Linked DNA regions of Arachis hypogaea: region 2 is linked to region 1. The links are chromatin contacts, called in public Hi-C maps. All regions are on one chromosome and are shown on one strand. The core of a region is the stretch at or near the end of the contact, and the rest is flanking DNA. Distances in the headings are between cores, read along the strand shown.

The links. Hi-C and Micro-C count contacts between places; a contact is called where the count stands out from the background.
Region 2: a Hi-C map of leaf shows a contact between it and region 1, with 3 times the contacts expected there. The contact joins the enhancer-like site here to the promoter of LOC140183263 in region 1. A contact is called at or near these places in 3 of 8 Hi-C or Micro-C datasets (all in leaf).

Annotation. Positions count from the first base shown.
Region 1 is chr20:137,096,883-137,102,747 of arahy.Tifrunner.gnm2.J5K5, reverse strand. LOC140183263 reads right to left here and starts at 3,564. Exons shown (of 3, transcript XM_072231295.1): 1 at 3,450-3,564; 2 at 3,042-3,136. The coding sequence starts at 3,564.
Region 2 is chr20:137,159,346-137,165,676 of arahy.Tifrunner.gnm2.J5K5, reverse strand. No RefSeq gene overlaps it. Among protein-coding and RNA genes, the nearest start is that of LOC112784540, 22 kb to the left of the region's middle. Within about 2 kb of position 4,001, at least 1 of the 3 cell types and tissues checked has open chromatin away from gene starts, as enhancers often do.

The DNA of each region.
Region 1 (5,865 bases), core at 2,315-4,814:
ATCCGACGGTAATCTTGTCCTAAATCCGAATTACGAGCCCCTCCCCCTCATTTCTAAACTACTCTCTCTCTAACCTTCTCCTCTCTCTCCCCCCCCCCCACAAACCACCTCCAGCATCCCCTCCTCCAACGTCGACCACCACCAACAGCGTTCAAGGACTGCGTAGACTCTTTGTGTCGCGTTGGTCACTCTATTGCCGCTGTTTGCGTTGTTCCCACCACTGCTGCCGCCGCCACTGTTGCCATCGTTGTTGACGTTGCTTCCTGTATTGCTAGAGTTGGCTTTTTCCTCCCTCTAGGTATGTTGTCCCCTTCTCCTTGTTCCTACTTTTTTTATTTATTTAAAAAATTCTAATGCAGTCCTGCTGTTTAGTCACTGCTGCTGCCACTTTGTCTTCTGTGCTGCCACCACGCTAGAAAAGTCCTATGCTCCGCACTGTCTCCAGGTAACTCACTAATTAGTTTTGGGTAGTTAAACTTTAAACCATAATTTATTTAATTTTAATCTGCTATGTATTAAAAAATTTGCAATTAGGATGCTTGTATTAGAGATTTAACTATTTTTCAGATTTAGTTCATATATTAGTTTAGATTTAGGATCTTTTAATTCTATTTTCGTTTAGGATTTTTTAAATTATGTTTTGATGATTCTATGTTTAAAATTTTGTTTATAATTTTGATTTTGAATTTTGTTTTGATGATTCTGTGTTTACTATTCTGAATTTTCTTAATTGCTTTTATTTTTGTGTATTGTTATGCAAGTGTAAAATCTCCAACTGCATTATTCTAATTTCTATTCTAGTGTTATTTGAGTTAAGTTTTTTAAGTTAATTTGTTGATTGTTTTTAATTGTCTAAGTTAATTTTTACTTGTTTATTTTTTAGTTAATTATTGACTTAATGTTTATTGTTGTTAATTTTCTAAGTTTATTATTATCTGAGTTAATTATTTTCTAAGTTAATTAGTTGATTGTTATTAATTGTCTGAGTTAATCTTAACTTGTTTATTTTTTTAGTTAATTATTGACTTATTATTTATTGTTGTTAATTTTCTAAGTTTATTATTATCTGAGTTAATTATTTTCTGAGTTAATTTGTTGATTGTTGTTAATTGTCTGAGTTAATTTTAACTTGTTTATTTTTTGAATTAATTATTGGCTGATTATTTATTGTTGTTAATTTCTAAGTTTATTATTATCTGAGTTAATTATTTTCTAAGTTAATTAATTGATTGTCGTTAATTGTCTGGATTAATCTTAACTTATGTATTTTCTGAGTTAGTTATTGACTTACTATTTTTTGTTGTCAATTTTTTAAGTTTATTAGTATCTGAGTTAATTAGTTTATTATTGTTAATTGTTTGAGTTAATCTTAACTTGTTTATTTTCTGAGTTAATTATTGACTTATTATTTATTGTTGTTAATTTTCTAAATTTATTATTATCTGAGTTAATTGTTTTCTAAGTTAATTAGGTAATTCTTATTAATTGTCTGAGATAATCTGAACTTGTTTATTTTTTGAGTTAATTATTGACTTATTATTTATTATTGTTAATTTTTTAAGTTTATTATTATATGAGTTAATTATTTTTTAAGTTAATTAGTATTGTATTTTCTAATTTATTAGTTAAAAAATTATTGAATTTAAATATTTAAAATTATATATTAATCTTTAAACAAATTTTTAAAAAATTCAAAATTTAAGTTTATGGTTGAATTTACCGTTGGTTAAATCTGCCAGTAGTTATTAATTTAATTATTAATTAATAATATATTACTGTCAGATTTACCAAAAAAAAATTCGACGGTATAATTATGTACCTAAAGTATCTTTTAAGGTTTATGAGGAAATATTATATCCTTAGTCTAATTAATTTTCATTTCACAAATCTTGCATAATCTAATTCAAGTTTTCAATAGCTCGATGCATACAAGATGTTGATTCGCAGTAAGCTACCTAAGTGACCGGAGCTATGTGAAATAGTGATATTACATTGATGTGTTTGAGTGCGTGTCATATTATTAAAGTTTTTGAAATAATTAGATCGAATGGTTAGATCGTTGCTTGACGACAAGTGAGTATAAAACCTTGAGTGAGTTAGCTGAAAGTCAAAGTTAATGGTTGAGCATGAATAAAGATGAGAATTTGAAAGGAATGGAGGTTGATGAGCTTTTTCATATAAGATAAAATGTCGGGAATGATGTAGGATATTTGAGTGAACTTAAAACGGAGTGATAAGCAAGCTAGAAAGCACCTAGTGATTGATTAGTTAAGGGAATAAGAGCGTTAGCCTGTTGACACATTATTTTTGCAAACACCTATCTTAAAAATTTGCACCTTATTGTGTTTATTCAAGTTTTAGTAAAAGTATTAACATCATATAACCTCTTTATTTTGAGCCGATCTTATAACTTCTACTTTATCCTATACTCTTTTCTTATATCTAAATCTTATGGATTGTCCGATATTTGAAATTTATGTAATATCTTATGTATTACTTTAAATTTTCGAGAACGAAAATTTTTATAAGATGGGTAGGATGTAAAATCTAGAATTTTCGAAAAATTCTATTAAGAGTTAATTTCAATTTATTTATTCATTAAAGACTTCATTTTTTTGAAATTATTTTATTAAAAGTATTTAAATCAAGTTTTGATAATTAAATTAAAAATTTTACTTATTGTTATAATTATTGAATAATTTTTTATATTTAAATTATAAAACTTAGCCGTGGTAAAAGAATAAGAATTTTATATGATTTAGTTTAATAATTGAGATTTTAGAATTTAATACTTTAATTTTAATAAGCAAGGAAAATTAATTATATTATCTTCAATTTTATATTAAAATACTTGATTAAAAGCCAATTAACAAATTGATAGTTAAGTAATATTTTTAAAATAATTTTAAATTAAATTATATTTTAAATTTATACATTATACCCTAATTTTATTAAAGTTACCCTAATCTATTAACCCTAAATTCCCAAATTAAAACCCATTAACCCTAACTTTAAATTACAAACAAAACCCTAATCCTAACCTCCTTGTCCCCACCGCCATGCCTCCACAGCTGCCATTCACCCCTTCCCTTTTTCTCTTCACGCTGCGCAGCCCCGAACCCCTTCCTCACTCTCTCTGCGTTTCACCCACTCACACACAAAACAGATACACTCATATACACGGAGAAGAGATCCGAGAGAGGGAGGCGCGTCGCCAGTAGGTCCTGGGCGCCGTCGCGTTGTCGTCGAGCTGGAGGGAAGAGTTGTCGCCGCCACGCCTCACCGCCACGCCTCGCCGCCAGTCGCCGCCATCGTCACCAACGATGGAGAAGGGAGAGAGAGACGAACACGAGGAGAGAGAGAGAGAGAGGGGGGGAAGCCTCTCGCATTGTTGTCGTCATGCTGGAGAGTTAGCAGTCGGGGAAGTTGCTGCTGTGAACTCACATTGCCTGCGCCTCCCTTGAGTCGACCCATCGCCACTGTGCCATCATCGCGCCGTGGATCTGCTCTGTCGCCGAACTGAGCTATGGAAGAAGGGTCAGAACGCGACGGGAAGGGAGTCATCTTCTGCCACTATCGTGCCATGAACGCCGTCGTGGTGGTCGCCGTCACTGCCGGAGTTTCTTCTGCTGCCGCTGCCACTGTTCTGGTCACCAGGAATGGCGCGGGTGTTGCCGAAACCACCACCGGACGTGTCGCTACTTGATTTAGTCATTCTTCCTTTGTTGCAGTAAGCGTTTTCGTTTTAAAAAGTCCTTTAGTCACTATTCTATTATCTTACGCTGAGGTTTTGCGGCGTTAATTGCTGTAAGATTGAATTTCAGTTAATATATGTTGCGACTAGAGTTGTTGTGGTTGCTGTGAAAGTAGTTTGAAGCTGTGATTGTGGCTACCACTGTTGTGGTCAAAGAAAAAGGGGTTTTGACACGCTATATAGATTTTGGGTTTCGACTATTTGAGGTAGGGGCACTTTCCTTAAACTCATTTTATTTCCGAAAATTGTTATAAATCGATATCATTACGAAATATATATTTTTGTAATTTCGTAAGTCTTATGGATTGGTTTGAGTTGTTTTGGACCATTGTAATTATTTGCATGGTTGAATTATTAATTTTTTGAGGATATTGAATAATTTGGGTTATTGATTGAATTTTGTTAAATTGGTGGTTGTCCTTGATTTTCTTGAGATTTGGAAATGTTTTGATATTGGAAATGAGTTTAATTTATTGAAAAGAATTTGAGACATTGGATTTGGATTATTGATTTATCGGGGATGATTTTTGAGAAATTGAAAATAATTTGAGATATTGAAATTGGTTTGATTTTGAAAATGATTTAAAAGAGTTTAAGAAATGTTTGGATGGGACCTGAAAAGGGTGGTAGAGTCCGAGGTTTAAAGGGGATGTTGCCGAAATTTTTATAAAAACTGAAAATTTTGTTTGGATGGTTATTTAAAAATACTTGGATTTAAGGGTTATAAGGCTTGATTTTGAGTTATTAAGAAAATGATTATGTTTTGAGTTTGAAATTATTGATGGATGCAATGGGAGGAATGATGATGATTGAATTTGAATGAAGGATGATGAGGATTGATTTTAAAGTATGATTTTTAAATAAATTAAATGATATTGACTTTAACTCCTCGAATTCTCCCATGGACATGCATATATATATATATATATATGAATTGAGCTTGGGATTTTTCCATAGAATATTAAATTATTGAGCTTGTAGTTTGACTCCATGGAATATTATTGAGTTTGGTGTTTGACTTCATGGAATATTATTGAGCTTGGAGTTTGACTCCATGGAATATTAAATTGTTGAACTTGGAGTTTGACTTCATGAAATATTATATTTGAGCTTGGAGTTTGATTCCATAGATATTATTTTTGAGCTTGGGGATGCGCGTACAGAGGGACTGTGCAATAGTTAGTTACCAGGACATGTCGGGTTGGCTGTATAATCGACAGATGAGCTCATTAGCCATAGGACAGACATGCATCATATGCATTTGTATGCTTTGCTTGAGTTTGAATTTTTTTTGTTTTGCCTAATTGTTAAATTGTTATTAACTGCTATTTAAGTTATTTACTGTAACTGCTATCTATACCTATAATTTTCTTATCTATTTTGCCTGTGTTTGTTCTGATGTGGTACTTTTGAGATTATTGGTGATGAGATAATGATTGTGTTCATTGATTATATGATGGTCTGAAGGCTGTGATTGGTTTTTAATTGAGTTATTAGTAAAGTATGAAAAATCAAGCTGGTTCAGCATAGACTTAATAAACCTATGTTTGGAATAGGTTGGTCATTCATACAATCTAGGAAGCTGATTAAGATTTTCTTACAAGGAAAGAAAGATTTTGAATTTTTTGAAAAATTAAACATTGTTTCTTTGAAAAAGTTTTGGATGATTAGTTGTTGATTTTTAAAATATTCATAGAACGAACGATAATCACTGCCTTGAAATCAAATCTTCTCTTTAAGCGTATCTTCTTATAACAATTCTTAAACCCTCTACTGAAAACCTTTTTGAGGAAAATATTTTCACTCCCTATAGAAATTCTTTTTCAGTGACAGGTTCAGGAAGTTTTGGCATGAAGGCGCGATTTGAACTACAGAACTTTACGTATATATATGTTTTTATTTTCTGTATATGATTTAGTCTTAGATTTTATTTTGCCCCTTGTCATTTGTCATTTTGAGAATTTAGAGGTGCAGAACTTGTATATTAAGAAGTTTTGGATAAGTCTATGTATTTATTATTACGTGAATATGATATGTGACTCTGTAATTTTAAAGTAAAGACTTTTCGCTTTCATAATTAAAAATTCGGTTCATATTTGTGAAGGCTCAAT
Region 2 (6,331 bases), core at 2,752-5,251, 62 kb before region 1:
CTACCAAGAAAGAAATCGCCGACAGACCAGAATGCTCGCAAGCAACGGTTCCAACAAGTACATATACACCAGCACTAGTTGTTGCACCAACACCTAAATTAAAGCCAAAATTAATGAATTAACGATCAAAACAGCTTAGATAAAAAATACCATTGAAGGGCATCCCTTAATACATTGTCATTGTAAATTAGTTTTGTGCATGTATCTAGTTATTGTTACTACTATTTTACTTCGACGGCGTGAAAAATCATCTAAAAAACATATGACATTGGTCGATTAGGTAAAACCTTTTGCACAATCAGTGCATCAAAATTAAATTCCTTAAAGATATAAGAAAATTTTAATTTTTATGTATTCACATAAGGTACATAATAATTAATTAATACAAACAACCAAACATCCACTTGAAAATGAAAATAACCATTCACATACCTATTAAACTAAATATCTAGCATAATTTAATTATATCTACTTGAATCTAATACTAACAAACAAACATCCATTTAACAATGAAAATAACCATCCGCATACCTAATAAAATGAACATCCAACATAATTTAATGTATTTACTTGAATCCAATCCAAACAACTAAACACTTAATAATAAAAATAACCATCCACAGACCTAATAAAATGAACAACCAGCATAATTTAATTTAGTATCCAGAAAATCTGTAATTACATCATTCGTTTCAAGGATTGGAATAATTGCCAAAGGCTTCACATCCACAGCAAAAATGATTTTTGGTTTCCTAAGTGATCCGTCCCTATAAGCTCGGACCCTAACGTCATATCTTGGTTTGACCAACTGCACAAAGTGAAGCACAAAATCAGCGAACCATATCTCGGAATCAACAAACCACTAAGCCCGGATTCTTGGGATACAGATTCACAGAACGGTTACACTACTTCCTTAAATAAAGATCAAGTCTGAGTGACAAAACACAGTCAAAATTTACTACTCACGATAATCGTTGTTAAGATATTATTCCTGCGCATAAACTAACTTAAGCATCGGAGTCCTTTTTGCAGGTACTCCTCACTGCTTGGATGAGGCTTGCACTGGTGGCACGACTCTTGGCAAGAGCATCCGCGCAAGCATCTCAGAAGTTGCCACCGACCTATACCTCGGCCAGAGCCTTAGGCAGGACCATTTGGCGCCCATCGTGGGGATGAAGAGTTTAACTTTACTCCATCCCGTTATTTTGATTTTTATAACCTATCCATATCTACCTTGTACCCCTTTTTTCTTTGTAGAAAGGGAAGCATGACTGATCTCTTGGAGACTCTGCAACATCCTCAAACCAATGCCGACCTCATGGCCGCTAATGCCGCCCTCCTAGCGGAAAATCAGCGGATGGCCGAGCTGTTAGCAACAATGCAGATTAATGGAGAACGGAAGGATGACAACAAAAAAACAAACACCGATCAGCACGAAGAGCATTAGTCAGAGTCCAATGCAAAGACAGGGAAAACACCCTCCAAAACTGGAAGACGATGAACCAACCCGTTTTCCGAAGAAATAATGAATTTCAAAATGCTTAAGAATTTTACACTCCCTATTACTTTAACACCATATAAGGGGATCGGAGATCCTAAAGTTCATGTCACAAAATTCAAGTCTATAATATTCCTCAATAGTGACTCCGATTCCATCCTGTGCCGATCTTTTCCAACTTTTTTAGATGGAGCTGCCTTATTATGGTTTTCTAATTTGCCTACAGGATCCATAACCAGCTTTGATGAGTTTGCCAAGATGTTCATCAATCATTTCGCAGCGTTCAAAATCTATGTGAGAGACTCGGACTACCTCAGCACAATTAAGCAAGGGCAGCACGAAAGCCTAAAAGACTACATGACACGTTTTACAACAGCGGCCATGGAAATCCCTGACCTTAACCCAGAGGTACAGTTGAATGCTATAAAGAGTGGCCTTCGACCTGGAAAATTCCAGGAAGCTATCGCTGTGGCAAAACCAAAGACGTTGGAAGAGTTCCGAGACAAAGCAACTGGACAAATCGAAATAGAGGAGTTTTGCAAAACTCGGAGGAATGAGAGACCACCATCCAGGAAGGAAGAAGAAAGACCTTACAGGTCCCAGAACAAATCTTCCAAAAAACCCTTCAAGCTAGTTCTAAAATTCGATTCATATACCAAGTTCAACACCAAAAGGGAAGACATAATCAAAGAAATCCTTCACAATAAGCTCATAAGCCTAATCTAAGACAAATGCCGGCCAAACATAAGAATTAAACAACAAGTTTCACTCAGGCATTTCATCGAGCATATGGTATATATGCACAATATGTAAACAGGGATTTTGAACTCAATTTAAGCAACAATCAACCCAGAAAAATTAGTCATCAAATATTTTGCAATCCAGAAAGTATCAATCCATTAATCTAAACCTAATCTAAACAATAAAAATAGAATTAAAAAGCAATTAAAATAAATAAACGAAAGAACACAGGAGCAGGGGGAAGCATGGAACTGCGTTGGTGAAAGGGGAAGAATAGAAAGAGAGGGGTAGCAGACACGGGGTTGCAGCGGCACAAAGCTCCACCGCTGCTGGGGTTGCATCGGGGTTTCTCGCCAGGGTTGGGTTTTGCACAGAGAACAGGGGTAGCGTACAGGGGATTCAGGAGAAATGGAAAAAGAGGGAAGAAAAAGAGAAGAGAGGGAAGAGAGAAGGGGTAGGTAACGGTGGTCGCCGGTGGTGATGGCGGTGGTGTCGGATGGAGGGTTGGGGCTGGATTGTAGTCTCAGGGTATGCTGGGTTGAGAGTAAAAAAGAGAAGAGGGTTCAGCGAGAGGAGCGAGAGGAAGATAAGATGAGAGGCTAGTTGCAGAGCCTCAATTCATCAATGTGAAAACTCTGATTTTTTAAATTTAAAATTTAAAAATTATTAGCTATTAATTAGTCATGCCACTAATTAAATTTAGAATTAATTTACTTTTTTAATTCTATCGTTCATATTGTTCAACAATATTGTTAGTTACCTATACTTTTCCATAAGATATTATGTTATGAGTTTTATAAGATCAATATCTAAAAAGAGTCTTACACTGAGAAATTAAGTCTAAAAAAAATTATAAAACCTTGAATTTCTTTATTATTAGTTTAACTTTTTTAGAGATATAATTTATACAACTTTTTTAGTTAGTTTAAACTTTTTTAAAAATATAGTTTTGTAAGAATATTTATAATTAATAAGTTTGAATGCAAGAAACTATCTAGTAGTATTAAGAAGGAGAAAAGCAATAGATGAGAGTCCCACGAGGGGAACCGTTAGATGTCAACCTCAAGCTAAGGTTTAATATTAAAGGTTGGAATTGCATTGCAAGGATAAGTATATGTTTGTGTGTGTTTTCTATATATGCGTATACATGGATGGAGATAGTGGGGGCAATGACTCAATAAATTGGGCTCACAAGGCCAAAACTGAATGGTAATTGTCAATGGTTCTTGTTTTTCGTACAAAGGACGATCACGATATTCATATTTCCACGAGGGGGTAACATGCAACAAGTCACCATTTTTCTTCATCTTTTGTTGTTTTTGGCACCATATGTATCAAGATATAAATAATAGCCCCACAAGCTAATAAGGCTCTCATCAGTTTCTATCTTCCTCAATGTGGCTAAGCACTCACCCAATCACATGCCTTTTTGGGTACCCTCTTTCTAACATATGGCTTACCTAAATGTGGCTTCGGATAACCCCATGAGTTGACAGTAAATGTGTTTATTACTTTTGTTTCTAGCATGGGTATGAGAATATATTAAATAACATATTTTTTAACTAATTTTTAGTATACATATATCATTTTTTATTGATAGCACGCAATTCTCATGTGATCAAGAATCAGAAGCATGAATGTAAGTTGTTACGGACTACCAAAGTCCAGCCCAAGAAGTCGTCGGGTCGGGGCACTGCCCCACCAGACCCAAAATCTCCAGCAAAGGATTTTCACGGGTCAGTCCCTGGCACCCGACTTGAAGTCCAACCGACTTACCACCCCAAGCATGCTATCGCTCGGGTCGAAGTCCCATATGGTCGGTACCCGGCGTCCCGACCAAAGTACGGACGACTCGCTCACGTGGAAGGTGACAGCTCATTCTCTATCAGTGGGCCTAACCATTAATAAGCCCACCCAACATAGTATATAAGGGGAGAGGACAGCTCTCTCCCAAGGTACGTCACATCCTTACCTAATCCTATCACCCCTTAGTACGGATTCTGACTTGATTGTCGGAGTGTCGTTGCAGGTGGCCATCCCCACTCCGTCCCACCTCCAACGTCACCAGAACGCGATTTCCCTCGCTCCACGCCAACTCGGAGTCTCCCCTTCTTTCCTACTCGTCACCTCATGACAACCCGAGAACATCAAGTAACGAACATAAGTCAATGAGTCTTGAAGAAAAGAACAAAAAAGAGGAAAAAACATAATAGACTTGTGTTGCAAGAAAACAGAATGGAATGTGAAATTGAGATTGAATTCTCACTTAACCATTGATTACATTGTGATGAATATATAAGAGGTGTGAATTCTGACTAGCTTAACTAAACACTAATCATAGCTGGCACAACAGACTCTAACAAACTCAAACTATAATGCTAACATTTTGTAACTAACTTTAACCGTAACAACTAACAATACTCACTTATACCCCCTTCCCTCAAACTTAGCTATGGTTGAATTAACCACTCTAACTTTGTCTTTAAATTTGTGAAAGAGGGGATGCAGAAAATAGTTTTGTAAATATGTCTCCAAATTAATCTGTGGAAGAAATATGGACAACATAGAATTCTTGATTGTTCACTATTTTTTGGAGGCATTGAAAATCGATTTCCATATGTTTAAACTTCTTACTCTTACTTAAATAAACATGTGAGATAATTATTAGACTAATTCAAAATAGTTATTCACAAGTTTAATCTTATTTTTAGGTTTATTTGTTATTTAACTGTAACTTTTTCTTCTATAATAAATAAAAAACACTAAGAATTATCAGATTATTAGAATTTATTATTTTTGGCTATTATTTAGTTATTAATTTAATTCTTTTAGTCTAGTAATCTAATAACCTATTTTATTCTATATTTTTAAATATTAGTAACTAACTGATAGCCAAAAACATTCTAATGATACTTTAGCATTTTTCCTAATAAATTTGGTACAATGATCTTAACTTATACTTGAATTTAAATTTACCTAAACCATTCAAAACGTCATCATATATTCCTCGTCATTCAAAATATTAGCAAAGAGGAAAAAAAAAATTAAATTAAAAGAAAAACTTCCCCCATTATCAAAGAAACTCAAATGGGAGACCTTCAAACACATGGGATGTGATGACTTCACCTTGAGCAGTGGAGCCACCAGAGCCACTATAAAAGATGAGAATCTTTTTGTGCAAAGTCTTAGATCATGATGAGTGGTAAATGTATATATCATAAAAAGCATTGCTAATTTTTTCAATCCTCCTTGTTATAACTTAATTATTTTAAAAAGGAGCCACTCAGATAAAGATGTCTAAAACGTCTTTTTTTTTAAAGATATTTTTTAATAATTAAAATTTAATACATATAATTAATTAAATCGTATTATTTTTATCAAAATTAGGTTAGACAAATTAATTTGACCGAAAAATAGTAAATCAAATCTTGAATTAATCTAAATTAATATAATTTTTTTTAATAAAAAATAACTACAATATTCTTATTATAGAAAATAATTAAAATACTCTTATTATATAATATTAATTTTGAGAATCCTAAATTCTATCCCTTTACTTCTCCGCCGTTATAGGGTTAGGATTTAGAGTTTTTAATATATATATATATAATAAAAGTATTTTAGTCATTTTTTATAATAAGAATATTGTAGTCATTTTTTATAAAAAATAATATTAATTTAGTTCGATTCAAGATTTGATTCACCATTTTTTAGTCAAATTAATTTATCTGGCCTAATTTTAATAAAAATAACACGATTTAATTGATTATATGTGTTAAATTTTAATTAGTAAAAAACATCTTTAAAAAAAGACGTTTTAGACGTCTTTATCTAAGTGACTCCCATTCTAAAATGCTGTTTGAATTGCGAATAACATATATTGTGCGTTAATTTCTTTTCATTTTTGTTTGTCTTATATTAAACTTTTATTTTTTAAAATAATAAAGACAACAAGAATCAAATTCTAGTTTTGTTTGTTATAAAAATTTTAAATATGATTTCTTAATATATATTTTTCTTAAAAATTTAATCTATCATGGTATGTGTGTGAACAACTCTATTATCACTCTGTAATAGATATCATTGAGTGAG